Linked DNA regions of Sus scrofa: regions 2 and 3 are each linked to region 1. Evidence: chromatin contacts called from public HiChIP or PLAC-seq data. All regions are on one chromosome and are shown on one strand. Each heading gives the region's core, a stretch centred on a gene start, on an enhancer-like site or on the middle of the called end of the contact. The rest is flanking DNA. Distances are from core to core; before and after follow the strand shown. Region 1 overlaps MNAT1 (menage a trois homolog 1, cyclin H assembly factor (Xenopus laevis)). Region 2 has its middle 120 kb from the start of TMEM30B. Region 3 has its middle 39 kb from the start of TMEM30B.

Region 1 (4,172 bases), core at 1,586-4,085:
TATTTACTAAACAGGTATTATGTGCCATGAACTGTTCTAGTCACTATACATAACATCAGAGCTAAGTATTTTCCCTATTTCACCGGAAAAGAAACTAATATTCTCGAAAGCCAAGTAAACTACTCAAGTTTTAAACCTTATACTGCTAGAATCTACCAAGCACTTTCCTATTACAGGGCTAGAGTATAAAAATTCAGTTTTCCTAAACATTCAGGAATTCCCGTTGTGGTTCAACAGTTAACAAACCCAACTAAGACCCTAGTAGGTTTGTTCAATCCCTGGCCTCGTTCAGTGGGTTAAGGACCTGGCGATGCTGAGAGCTGTGGTATAGATCACAGACGCGGCTCGGATCTGGCATTGCTGTGGCTGTGGTACAGGCCGGCAGCTACAGCTCCAATTGGACCCCAAGCCTGGGAACCTCCATATGCCAAGTGCGTGGCCCTAAAAAGACAAAATAAATAAATACATACATAAATAAATATTCAGTGGATATTAGGTGAAGCTATGATCAAAAGGATAAACCTCTAGAATAGATTCTTTCAAGCATTCAGCAATGCATATTTAAATAATTATTAAACATAAATTAAAAAGTGCTCATTTGTTTTTAAAATATTGGTATACTAGTGCTTCCTAAATAAAAGTTACTTTGGTTAATTAAAACATACAACTCAATTTCTTTTTAGAAAATATTCACACACGGAGTTCCCCTTGTGATTCAGTGGGTCACAAAACTGACTAGTATCCATGAGGATGCAGGTTCGATCCTTGGCCTCACTCAGTGGGTTAAGGATCTGGCACCGCGTTGAGCTGTGGCGCAGGTTGCAGACAGGGCTCAGATCCCCTGTTGCTGTGGCTATGGTGCAGGTGGCATGGGCCGGCAGCTGCAGCTCCAATTCGATTCCTAGGCTAGGAACTTACATTTGCCACAGGTATGGCCCTAAAAAGCAAAAAGAAAGAAAAAAAAAAAAAAAAAAGAATGGAAGAAATAAAGAAAATATTCACATTACAAAGTTACAAAGTACTATGTAACTTTGCCATAGTACATTTAGATTGATGCAAATTTCACCTGTACTGAGATAATGTGCTTCATCTTTCTTAGAAACTCTTTAAGAACTTTAGCCCTCTTTCTATAACAAGCAAAAATATTATCTTCCTCAAAATAAAACATACAAATTATGGCTCATCTACAAATCCACATAAATTGAACATATTTTAAGATATGAACCAGAAAGATGACTTCAACTAGAAAGAATTCCTAGCAATGTAGAAGTAAGCTACCTTCCTAGAAAGTTGATTTAATAATCGAACCTTTAAATCACATTTTCCTATACTTCAACAGTTCATTTCATAATTTACAAATATATTTATGATATAAATTATAACAGCAATGCAGAAAAATTACAATCTTGGTAAATTTTTCATCTCAGAAATATTATGTATTCAGAGAGTATACAAATGGTTCCACAAATATAGGACTACGTCAGACTATCACATAATTTGTTTTACATTTTTTAATTAAAAAAGCTAACTTTTGGAGTTCCCATTGTGGCACACTGTGATCAGCTGCATCTCTGCAGTGCCAGCACAAATTTTCGATACAGGCACAGATCCAGCACTGCCACAGCTGCAGCACAGGTCGAAACTTTGGCTCAGATCTGATCCCTGGCCCAGGAACTCCATATGTCATAGGACAGCCAAAAAAAGAAAAACAAACAAAAACTAACTATTTTATAAGCTTCATAAATAAATACCTACATGACATAGAGAGGTTCATTTAGTAAAACAGTGCCTTAAAACACAAAGAAAGCAATTAGCATGGGAGACTTTAATGAACACAGCTTTGAAGCCCTTCTGGAAATTATAGGCTTGATAAAAGCACTAACACTCTACCAGTTGCTGACACAGGTGCTACTGCCAATCAGCTGCATTTGCTGAAGCGAATTCTAAAGATTACTAATTAATCTCCATACCGAAACCAATGGCTGCCGTCCATTTTGATCACCACTTTTTTAAAAAGGCAAAAGAAATAGTCACTCTATGTGTAATCAAATACAACTCTAGGTAAAAACACAACTCTACGTAAGCTGTGCACCTACTTAATTACATAGTTTTATCATTTTCTGGCATTTTTTATACTAAACCCAAAACTTCTATAGGTTGGAGTCATGGGCCTTATAGTCTCTCCACCTGCTATTTTTGAATTATTTCTACTTACCACAAATGATATGAAAGTGTTTGTGAGATATTTGGGGAGAAGGGTCATATTACATAAATATGAGAGCATTTTCTTTGTTGTTAATTTTGAACCTTTCAATCCTAAATTCAGAAAAAAGATGTCACAGAGGCGTTCTCCTAGAGATCACATCTGACTTTTCATCCTCTACCCTAACTCCCAACACACACACACACACACACACACACACACACACACACACACACACACACCTGAATACTTTGTTCTACCATCGTCATATCATATTCTCTGTTCAGAGCACTGTCCAGAATTTAACAAACATTAATCAGTGTTTCCAAGGCTGGGCAATTATTATAAAAGTGATACTGAAGTTCTTTAAATACCCTGGAACTAGGTGCCAAAGAAATTATTTTAAATCTCTTTGATATATAAACATATGTATATAAAGTGAAAAATGCATGTGACAGTTCTCTTTATGATTGTCCATCCTTTTAATGTTTTAAGTTAACATTAATCCTTGAATCTTAAGTAACACTATCTGTTCTACATGTTTTTAAAGTTTCTTTCATTCAACTGTACATGCCTGTGACTACCGCAATGACCTCTACAAAGGCAGTTGTGCACTTTACTGTGGTGCAAATCTTCACAGACAAGTTGAACCTGTTCTTTTTGGCACTAAGCCCTTGTGCTGAACACACAGCTGAGATTTATTATAAAAGGGGAACTAAGGGGTATTATTGCACAACATTTATCCTTCACATATAGCCAAGTATAATCTTTTACAACCTTTGAGAGCTCTTAAATAAACAGATCTTCTCTTAACTGCACAAAGAGTTTCTTACTTGTCACCAATCATATGGCATATTGAGATTCATTTTACATTAGGAAAAAGCTAGCACACAAAACATACATACTCAGTTGTTAAGGTTAGTCTCTTAATATTTGATCAAAAATAATAACATTTTGAATATTCATTCCTGCCTTGCTGTTTTTAGCAAGGTCAATGCAGTGAAGTAATAAACACGTGTCTTCAAGGATCCATAATTTAAGAAAATAGGTTTAAAAAAATCTTTCTACAGCACTCTTACAGGTCTTTTAAAAACATTTCAGAGAAAACTTTAGCCTTTACTTTTACACTGTTTTATGTTTTCTTTTTAATTTCAAAGTTCAGTTTTAATTAGCTTTCCCATGGCATTTTAAAAACACTTCCCATTTCTGAAGAATTTTGAAGTTAGCTCTGATACACACGACTGCTGCCAGGCTATTTCCTGACTTCAACAAATCTGATACCCTGGGGGAAGGAAGAATTCCTTGAGCTCTAAGAAGTATCTCTTATACCATACCATTTCCATTAATTCTTCAGTATTTGCTAATTGATCTGTCATTAAGACCTGACTGTTGAAAACAAAGAAATTACTGTAACCTCAAAAGAATTCTATCCTGAAACAGGTTCAAACTAGCTTATCAGCTAACTGTTCAACATAAAGCAAACTAAAATATGTTGATTCAGATGAATACTTCCTTGCTATAAATTCTTCTAATTTTTTCATTACTATCAAGAGTATATTTGGGGGGAAAAATGCCTGTAGACATATGATGGGGAAGGGAGCAGAGAGTATTGCTTAATGGACACAGAATTTCAGTTTTACAAGATGAAAGCAGTTATGGAGATTGATTATAGTTATATAATACAAATGTATTTAGTATTACTGAACTACACATTTAAAAATGGATAAGATGGCAAATCTTATGTATGTGTGTTTTGCAAGATAAAAAAATTTTAATTTAAAAGTTAAAATTAATTTTTTTAAAGATTGACTGATGAACTGATTTTTTTTTTAATGGTGAAAAAAAATCTAGTGATATGTTTTTAGGAATCAGAGGTTCACAGTGAGTGAAAGAGACATGTTTAGAGATGGCATCAAATATATTCTGTAAAGACAAAATAACTGGAGAGTTAAATTAGAAATTTCTTTCA
Region 2 (4,294 bases), core at 86-2,585, 260 kb before region 1:
TAAATATTCAGAGGCTTGAAAATGATGATGAGATTTTTCATTGCCGTCTTCTGCATGTCTCAGGCCTTGGGGCAGGCACCTGTCTAACCGTGGACATTCCCTTCCACCCATGCTGCTACTTCATATAGCTTAGCTAGTCTATGAAATGAAGCAGCTTGACATCTCTGCAGATGCAGGATCTCCAGAGTCAAGGCTGCAGGCACAGTGGCCATCTTCCCTGCAAAGGGAAAAGCTCCAGGACTGGGAGGTTGGCATGCATCAGCCTTGCTCCACTTGAATGGTTCTGAACCTATTCAGAGTGCAGGTGAGGGCACCAACCATAGATCCACACCCAGGCCTCCAGGTCCTTCTGGCAGCTGAAGACCAGGCCACCCAAGAAGCCCTGAACTTGACCCTCTGAGGTGACACTTGGGTGGAAAGTTGTCCTCCCACACCTGAAGGCAGCAACAGGCTGGGTCAGCCCCTCTTCCAGGATCGGGGTAGGATGTGCCTGAGGCAATCAAGGATCAATGGCAACGAGCACCCTTATTCCTCCTCCTGCCCCAGCCTGACCTGCAGCAGGGGAGGGAATGGTGACCAAGGATCTCCAAGGTGCTTAGGCAAGGGGCTCATGACTGGTATATGTTATTTAATCCACACTAACATAACCCTTGGAATTAGGCATTTTTATCCTACTTAACAGCTGAGGAAGTCAAGGTTCAAGAAGATTAAACTATTTGCCCTCACTGGTCCTGCACATCCTAAGTGGCCGAGTCCACCCCAAGGCTGACCAGTACCTTCATACTCAGACTGCAGGGGCAGGTCAAGAGGGGGCTGTCAAAACTGTCCCTTGATCAGAGTTCCTGTTGCATCACAGTGGAAACAATCTGACTGGCATCCATGAGGATGCGGGTTCAATCCCTGGCCTCACTCAGTGTGTTAAGGATCTGGTGTTGCCATGAGCTGTGGTGTAGGTTGCAAACATGGCTCAGATCCCATGTTGCTGTGGCTGTGGCTGCAGCTGTACCTTTGATGACCCCAAGCCTGGGAATTTCCATATGCCGAGGGTGCAGCCCTAAGAGGCAAAAAAGAAAAATTGTCCTCTGATGGCCACCACTGTCAGGGTCACCATGACTGGGTGTTTGTTCCAATATGTATTACATACAGGTGTGCACATGCGTGCGCATACACGCACACACTCTGAAGGTTGCCAGAGTAATACGGCCGTGTTGCTCTGCTCCAAGTATCCTCACTCAGATACTGGAGTCCACAGTTCAGCTTGAATTCCTCCTGAGCTGAGAGCTGGCCAGGCCTCAGAAACGCAGGGCCGTCCATCACTCAGTGTCAGCTTTGCTCCTCCGAGAGCCGGACTTGACCACAACTGCCTTGGCACCGTTCCACTGTGAGGGAGTCACAGAACTGGCATTTAAGTCCCGAGCGGAAAAAACACCCCAAGCTTGTTCGTTTTTTTTTTTTGACAGGTGCTGGAGCCCACGAAAGGTCAGATTCCAGCTCACCGTCACATCCTGGCTTAGTCGGCTCCAGGCACACAAAGGCCCGTCTGTCTCACCCGAGCATAGCGAGTGGGGACCCAGGCCAAGGGCTTAACATGGCCGCCTGATGGCCCGCGTCTGCTGATCCGACCCTTCACGGGCCTGGGCCTAAATGAAGCATTGGGAAGCCCAGCTGCCAAGGATGTATGAAGCAGGCGCAGTGAAGAAGAATGCAGGCTTTTTTCTGATTTGTAATTGCAAGAGATATTAACCCTCCCCCGGCAGCCCATGAATCCACAGCACACAACCAGCCTGCTGTGGCTCATTTGTAAAAGCCCTGGGACGCTGCTGTTTCAAGTTCAAAGCCTTGCAGGGCTGCAAAACTGAGTGAGAGTTGCCCCTCCATGCCCAGCAAGGATGTGGGGAAATGAAGGAGTTTTTCCCTCCCTTGCTGATCCATCAGGGGTAGCTCAGAACCGTGGTGTTATTGGAACAGAGGGTGGGTTTTAAATGCACGTAGCTTCCTGCTTTCAACCAGGAATGTTTGTTTTTGCAGCCTTTATGAAAACATCTCCAGATTCACAATGGCTCTGAGAACCCACCATCCTGGATTTTAAGTCCTTCAGCAGCAGCTGTAGGCCGAGGTTCTTTAACATACGTAACTTCTTCAAAAGATGGTCACTTTACCAGCTCTCAGGGGCCTCTCCAGTCATGTGATTCCTCCCCCCTCCCACCCCCACCATCCCCATAACTTTTTACCAAACTGTGATGCTGACCGGAAGCCAGAAGTTAGAGGGGCTACTGCACACCAACCCCATCAAGAAGCCTGGGAGAGCTTGATCTTACAAGAATTTTTTTGGAAAGCTTTTGGCAAAGAGCAAGCTCAGAGAACCAATAACAATTCTTTTAACAAAGGAAAAAAGAGAAGAAACCTGCTGATGGAATGAAAACTGGTGGTTTCGGGATAATTTTTCCCTACTGGCTGAGGGAGTCTCTTCCTAACAAGAAGCCTCCTCAGTAAAATAGCCAAAGACTAGAAACCAGGACCCTAGCCTCTTGGTCCAGCTGTGTCACAGAGTAATTCTGGGTCAAAATGTGTTCAGACTCAGACCACCAGAAGCCGCAGCTTTCTAAGGGCTAAACAGTGTGTGAGCACCAGTGTGAGACTGACTCCAAACCTCCTCCTTTGCTCACCCCCCACCCCATGTGTCCTAAAGATATCCCCAGGTCCTAAAAGCCCTGTCCCTGCCACCCTCGGTAAGGCTCCATCCCATAAACTCAACCAGTGGTTTTGACCAAAGGACACTTGCTAGTAGCCTCTGGGAAGAGCCAGGGTGTCTTTGGGTCCTGTCCCACAGCCACTCTGTAATTGAGTCTCCCCATCTCTCATTGGGGCATAGAAATACTTACCAAATTGATGGTAAGCATAAGCACATTGATGGTCACACCTATTACGTGCACACATTGTGCTAAGCTCTCTGCTGGCATGGTCATAAGCACTCCCCACCACTCTATGAAGTAGGTATGATTCACCTCATTTTATAGAAAAAGTACCCAAGGTTCAGAGAGGCCCCCTGATGTGGTAGAACCAGCATACAAACCTGTATAAATCTGATACCAGACTCTGTACTCTCAACCACCATGCTGAAACACTTCTCATCCTACCCATAGCTATTCGGAATAAATCACCCCCAATAAACTTTTCAGAGAATAGCAGAAAACGCTTTGGTCAAAATAACTGTCCTTTGGCTCTCGGCACATGCTGGGCACAGCTAGGAGCTTTGTGTACATCTTTTGCAACATTCCTGCAGAGTAGCTGACATGTCCCCATTTGCTAAGTCAAAGGCTCAACAGACGTGAGAGACAAAGCAAACCCTGAGCTTGATCTTAGAGTCAGAGCACCTTGGCAAGGGAGCTGAACTACATGCAGTATAAATCTGGCAGCATTCAAATGACTTACTGCCCCCTCGTTGTTATTACTAACAGAAATAATAACTGCATTTATAGAGACGGAATGCCACGTGCTTTAGGGTTCCCTTCCTGGTGGCTTTAGGGATGTCAGCATTCTGAAAATGTGAGTCCTGTGATTTCCCAGACTGCCTGGGGTTCCACACCTATGTGTGCACACATGTGGGTGCCTGTGTGTTTGCACACGCCTGCTATGTGTGTCTGTCACACTGCAGGGAACTTTTCCTCATTTAAACAACCAATTAAAACCCACTTTGGTACTTAACGCATGTCACTGCTTCTCGGTACTCAGCTGCCTCCCCAGCAGGCCTTTAATTTGATAAAGAGCTTCTAATAATGACTACCAGAGGCCCAGTAAGTTAATTAAACCTTGTCCTTTATTTTGCTTTCAAGGTGTGCCCTTCCTTGTAAAAGGCCCAAGGTTTGTGCTTGCAAATGACTTTAGACAATGTTCCATGCTTCAATGAGAAAAGTATGTCTGTCACGTCCTGGCAAGTTACACTTAAAGTCTCAATTTCAGCATCATGTTGGGCTTCAACAGAGGCCAGAAGCAGATGGAAAAAAAAAAAAAAAACCTCTGCACCCAATTGTCTAGAAGCCAGAGTTAGCAATGGAAGATGCATTTCCTCTGAGAGCAGAATGCTGAAAGATGACCTGGCTGTCATATCAAACTCCATTTATCCCGTTTCTTTAAAGTAATCTGAGAATCCAGATGGGTTGTATAAACAGGAGGTTCCTGGGAGTTCACTAGCTTAATGAAGCCCGTATGTTTGACTCATGTAATAAGTATTTAATCATGCCGATGAAATTCATTTAAACCCCAGCCACACACGCTGTTGCCGAAGCCCTGATAA
Region 3 (3,854 bases), core at 142-2,641, 340 kb before region 1:
CATAACAAAGAATGAAATAATGCCATTTGCAGCAACATAGATGGACCTAGAGGTGATCATGTTAAGTGAAGTAAATCAGAGAAAGAAAATATCATATGACATCACTTATATGTGGAATCTAATAAAATACAAAGGAACTTATTCATAGAACAGAAACAAACTCAAAGATTTCAAAATTAAATTTAGGGTTGGGGGAATTAAGATAAATGGGGAGGATGGAGTTGGCACATACACACTACTATACTAACAAGTATCTGCTGTATAGCACAGGAAGGTCTGCTCAATGTTCTGTAATAACTTATATGGGGGAAAAAAAGGAATGGATATATGTATGTACATAGCTGATTCGCTCCACTGTAAACCTGAAGCTAACACAACCTTTAAAATCAACTACACCCCAATAAAATTTTTTTAAAAGATGAGTGCAGTTTCATGATCTGATACTTTCTGATACACCCTTTGAGATAATGAGACACAACCTAAATTGTTCCCAGATGGCTCTCAGGGATTACTGCGTATGAGGATTAAATAAACTTCACAGCTCCTCCTTTTACAGATGGAAAAATAGAGGTAAGAGCTCAGGCTACTTGTTCAGTGGATTCTAGGGGATTTAATATAAAGCTAAGCACAGAATTATGACTTTCCTCTCCCTGCTGAGGAATTAGCATTTTCCTGATTAAGTGACACTGAGACCAGAGACTGAAATAACAGAGCCTCAGAGATGAAAACTGAGTCTACCTTAGTGTCTAGATGAGGTGAGAGACAAAACAGGAAGTGTAGGCACTACAGCTTGCAGCCTCGGCCAGCACCACCATGGCCTACCCAGTTCAAGCTGAGTGGGTGTGGGAGAAAGACCTGAAAAATGCACACTAGGCTGGCTTTCGAGAGAGGAAGATCTTTTTTTCTCTGAATGTTCAGATTCTGGCAGACTCCTACTTTCAGGCCCATTAAAATTCAGGAAGGGAAAAAGGGGGAAAAAAATGAGATAGTTTTCAAAGAGGAAAAAAGACAACAAACACACCCACTCTTGCAAAAATAAAACCCCACCCCAAAAACCCTTAATGAAAATGTCTTCAAGCTTTAAAAAACAGAAAGGGGTTGGAATGTCAATGGGGCACAGGCAATGGGGTGACTATTAAATGTGGCATTTTCACCACTTCCTTGCATGCGTGTGTGAACCTGGTCCCATCCTAGGTGACAAAGTGTGCTATTCCCTCCCCGGAAGAAGGAATAGAACTCATTTCTGTCAGTGGGCTAGATCCCACTGTGTGTGTGACTGTGGTTAGGTGGAGTGCACTTTGTTCTAATTCACTGCCTCAAAAATAAGAGCCTCTTGCTCTAGACGTTTCCTTTCCAACCCACCCTCCTATGCAATCGACGGTCCCGGCCAAATCCTTCTTTCGGTCTCAGATTTCAGTTATATAAGCTGTTCTGTCAACGGGCTCCTTCCAATTCAGGACAGGGTAAAATAGCCATTGACACAAACAGTGAGCAGCTTAGGTAATCAGAGCCCAACACAGATTTTGAGAAAGCTGCTCACCCATTCAAGCACCTCAGATAAACAATGGCAGGCAGAGCTCACAGTTCTAGTCTCTCGCTATAGTGGGACTTTGTTCCAGCAGCTGGACCTTCCTGAGAGGTGGGTCTTCCCACAGTCTCTCCCCAGCTTAAAGAGACTTGTTGTGTGGTGCATGTTAGCTCCCACCCCCAGCCTTGCAAATCCATGTTTTTCATAGAAAACAGGTTTAGCCTTTTTAATACCAAGGTTAAACAGTGGATTTTACTCCTGATGGTATGAAATATTCTTTTTCTTTTTCATTAAAGTATCATAGGTTTACAATGTTGTGTTGGTTTCAGGTGTACAGCAGCGTGATTCAGTTATACATACATATGTATATATATTTTTCAGATCTTTTCCCTTATAGGATATTACAAGATGTAGTTTCCTGTGCTATATAGTAAGTAGGTCCTTGTTGTTTATCTACTTTATATGTAATAGTGCAAATATGTTAATCCCAAACTCCTAAACTCCTAATTTATAACCCTTCCCCCCTTTCCCCTTTGGTAACCATAAATTTGTTTTCTGTGAGTCTATTTTGAAAATAAGTTTATTTGTATCATTGGTTTTTTTCCCCCTAGGGCTGCACCCGCGGTACATGGAGGTCCCCAGGCTAGGGGTCTAATTGGAGCTGTAGCTGCCGGCCTTTGCCAGAGCCACAACAACGCAGGATCCAAGCCACATCTGTGACCTACACCACAGCTCATGGCAAGGGCAGATCCTTAACCCACTGAGCAAGGCCAGGGATCAAACCTGCAACCTCATTGTTCCTAGTCAGATTCATTAACCACTGAGCCATGATGGAAACTCCTATTCGTATCATTTTTATCAGATTCCACATATAAGTGATATCATATGATATTTGCCTTTGTCAGTCTAATTTCACTCAGTATGATAATCTCTAGGTCCATCCATGTTGTTACAAATGGCATTATTTTGTTCTTTTTTATGGCTGAGAAGTATTCCGTTGTGTATATGTATCACATCCTCTGTATCCATTCAATCTGTCAATGGACATGTCTTGGCTATTGTAAATAGCACTGCTATGAACACTGGGGTACATGTATCTTTTCAAGCTATAGTTTTCTCCAGATATATACCTTGGAGTGGGATTCCTGGATCATATGTTAGCTTTATTTTTATTTTTTTAAGGAATCTCCATTTTGTTCTCCAGAGTGGTTGTACCAGTTCACATTCCCACCAACAGTATAAGAGTGTTTCCTTTTTTTCCACACCCACTCTAGCATTTATTATTTGTGTACTTCTTGATAATGGCCATTTCTGACCGGCATGAGGTTGTAGTTTTGATCATTGTAGTTTTGATCTGTATTTCTCTAATAATTAGTGATGTCGTGCATCTTTTCATGTGCCTCTTGGCCATCTGTATGTCGTCTTTGGAGAAATGTCTGTTTACATCTTCTGCCCATTTTTTGATTGGATTGTTTGGGGGTTTAGTTATTGAGCTGTATAAGCTGTTTGTATATTTTGGAAAGTAAGCCTTTGTCAGTTGCATCATTTACAAATATTTTCTCCCATTCTCCAGTTTGTCTTTGCATTTTCTTTATGGCTTCCTTTGTTGTGGCAAAAAAAGCTTTTAGGTTTAATTAGGTCCCATCTGTTTATTTTGTTATTTTATTATTTGTTTGTTTATGGAATTTTCTGAGGACAAAATCCATACATGTTCAGAATTTTAAAATTTGAAAAATACAGAAAAATAAGAAAATCAAATTCACCTGTAATTCCACTACCCAGAACTAGTTACTTTTAAAATTTTGTGTATATCCTTCCAGTCTTTTTCCTATGCAAATCACATACATATATACATATATACTGTATATACATATACACATATTAAAGATGTATAGGTATTAAAGATATACATATGTATAACATTTAAATAAATGATACATTGTGATTATACTGGCCATCTGCTTTCTTTACCCAACAGTGTCATCATCATCCCACTGATCTCATTTTCACTCCCATTTTTATCTTCTCTACCTCAGTTGTCCTAACAATACCTCTGTAAGATTGACATCACCACCCTCATATAACAGCTCAAATTCAGGGCCTCTGAAGTCTGTAATCTGAAGGACTCCTTATGTCTCACTGCTCTTAAATTCTTCTCTAAGGAAAGTTCTGAGTGGCTATTTGGCATTCCCGTTGTATTCTATTTAACCCATCCCCTATTTCAGAGTGTTTAGATAATTTCCACTGGGGGGGGGGCTATTATAAATAATTCTGCAAGGAATATTCTCTCATATAAATATTTATACTACTATCCCCATAGTATAAA

The links. HiChIP or PLAC-seq counts read pairs in DNA pulled down with a chosen protein or histone mark.
Region 2: a contact with region 1 is called in an H3K27ac HiChIP or PLAC-seq map of skeletal muscle. The contact joins two enhancer-like sites. A contact is called at or near these places in 1 of 47 Hi-C or Micro-C datasets (skeletal muscle) and 1 of 2 datasets of contacts at active chromatin or transcription factors (skeletal muscle).
Region 3: a contact with region 1 is called in an H3K27ac HiChIP or PLAC-seq map of skeletal muscle. The contact joins two enhancer-like sites. A contact is called at or near these places in 1 of 47 Hi-C or Micro-C datasets (skeletal muscle) and 1 of 2 datasets of contacts at active chromatin or transcription factors (skeletal muscle).

Annotation. Positions count from the first base shown.
Region 1 is chr1:189,787,919-189,792,090 of Sscrofa11.1, reverse strand. All of the region lies in intron 6 of MNAT1 (menage a trois homolog 1, cyclin H assembly factor (Xenopus laevis)), which reads right to left. Among named protein-coding and RNA genes, the nearest start is that of MNAT1, 100 kb to the right of the region's middle. Within about 2 kb of position 2,835, at least 8 of the 83 cell types and tissues checked have an H3K27ac peak or open chromatin away from gene starts, as enhancers often do. A contact at or near this core is called in skeletal muscle, where this site is marked.
Region 2 is chr1:190,047,477-190,051,770 of Sscrofa11.1, reverse strand. No RefSeq gene overlaps it. Among named protein-coding and RNA genes, the nearest start is that of TMEM30B, 120 kb to the left of the region's middle. Within about 2 kb of position 1,335, at least 19 of the 83 cell types and tissues checked have an H3K27ac peak or open chromatin away from gene starts, as enhancers often do. A contact at or near this core is called in skeletal muscle, where this site is marked.
Region 3 is chr1:190,130,693-190,134,546 of Sscrofa11.1, reverse strand. No RefSeq gene overlaps it. Among named protein-coding and RNA genes, the nearest start is that of TMEM30B, 39 kb to the left of the region's middle. Within about 2 kb of position 1,391, at least 4 of the 83 cell types and tissues checked have an H3K27ac peak or open chromatin away from gene starts, as enhancers often do. A contact at or near this core is called in skeletal muscle, where this site is marked.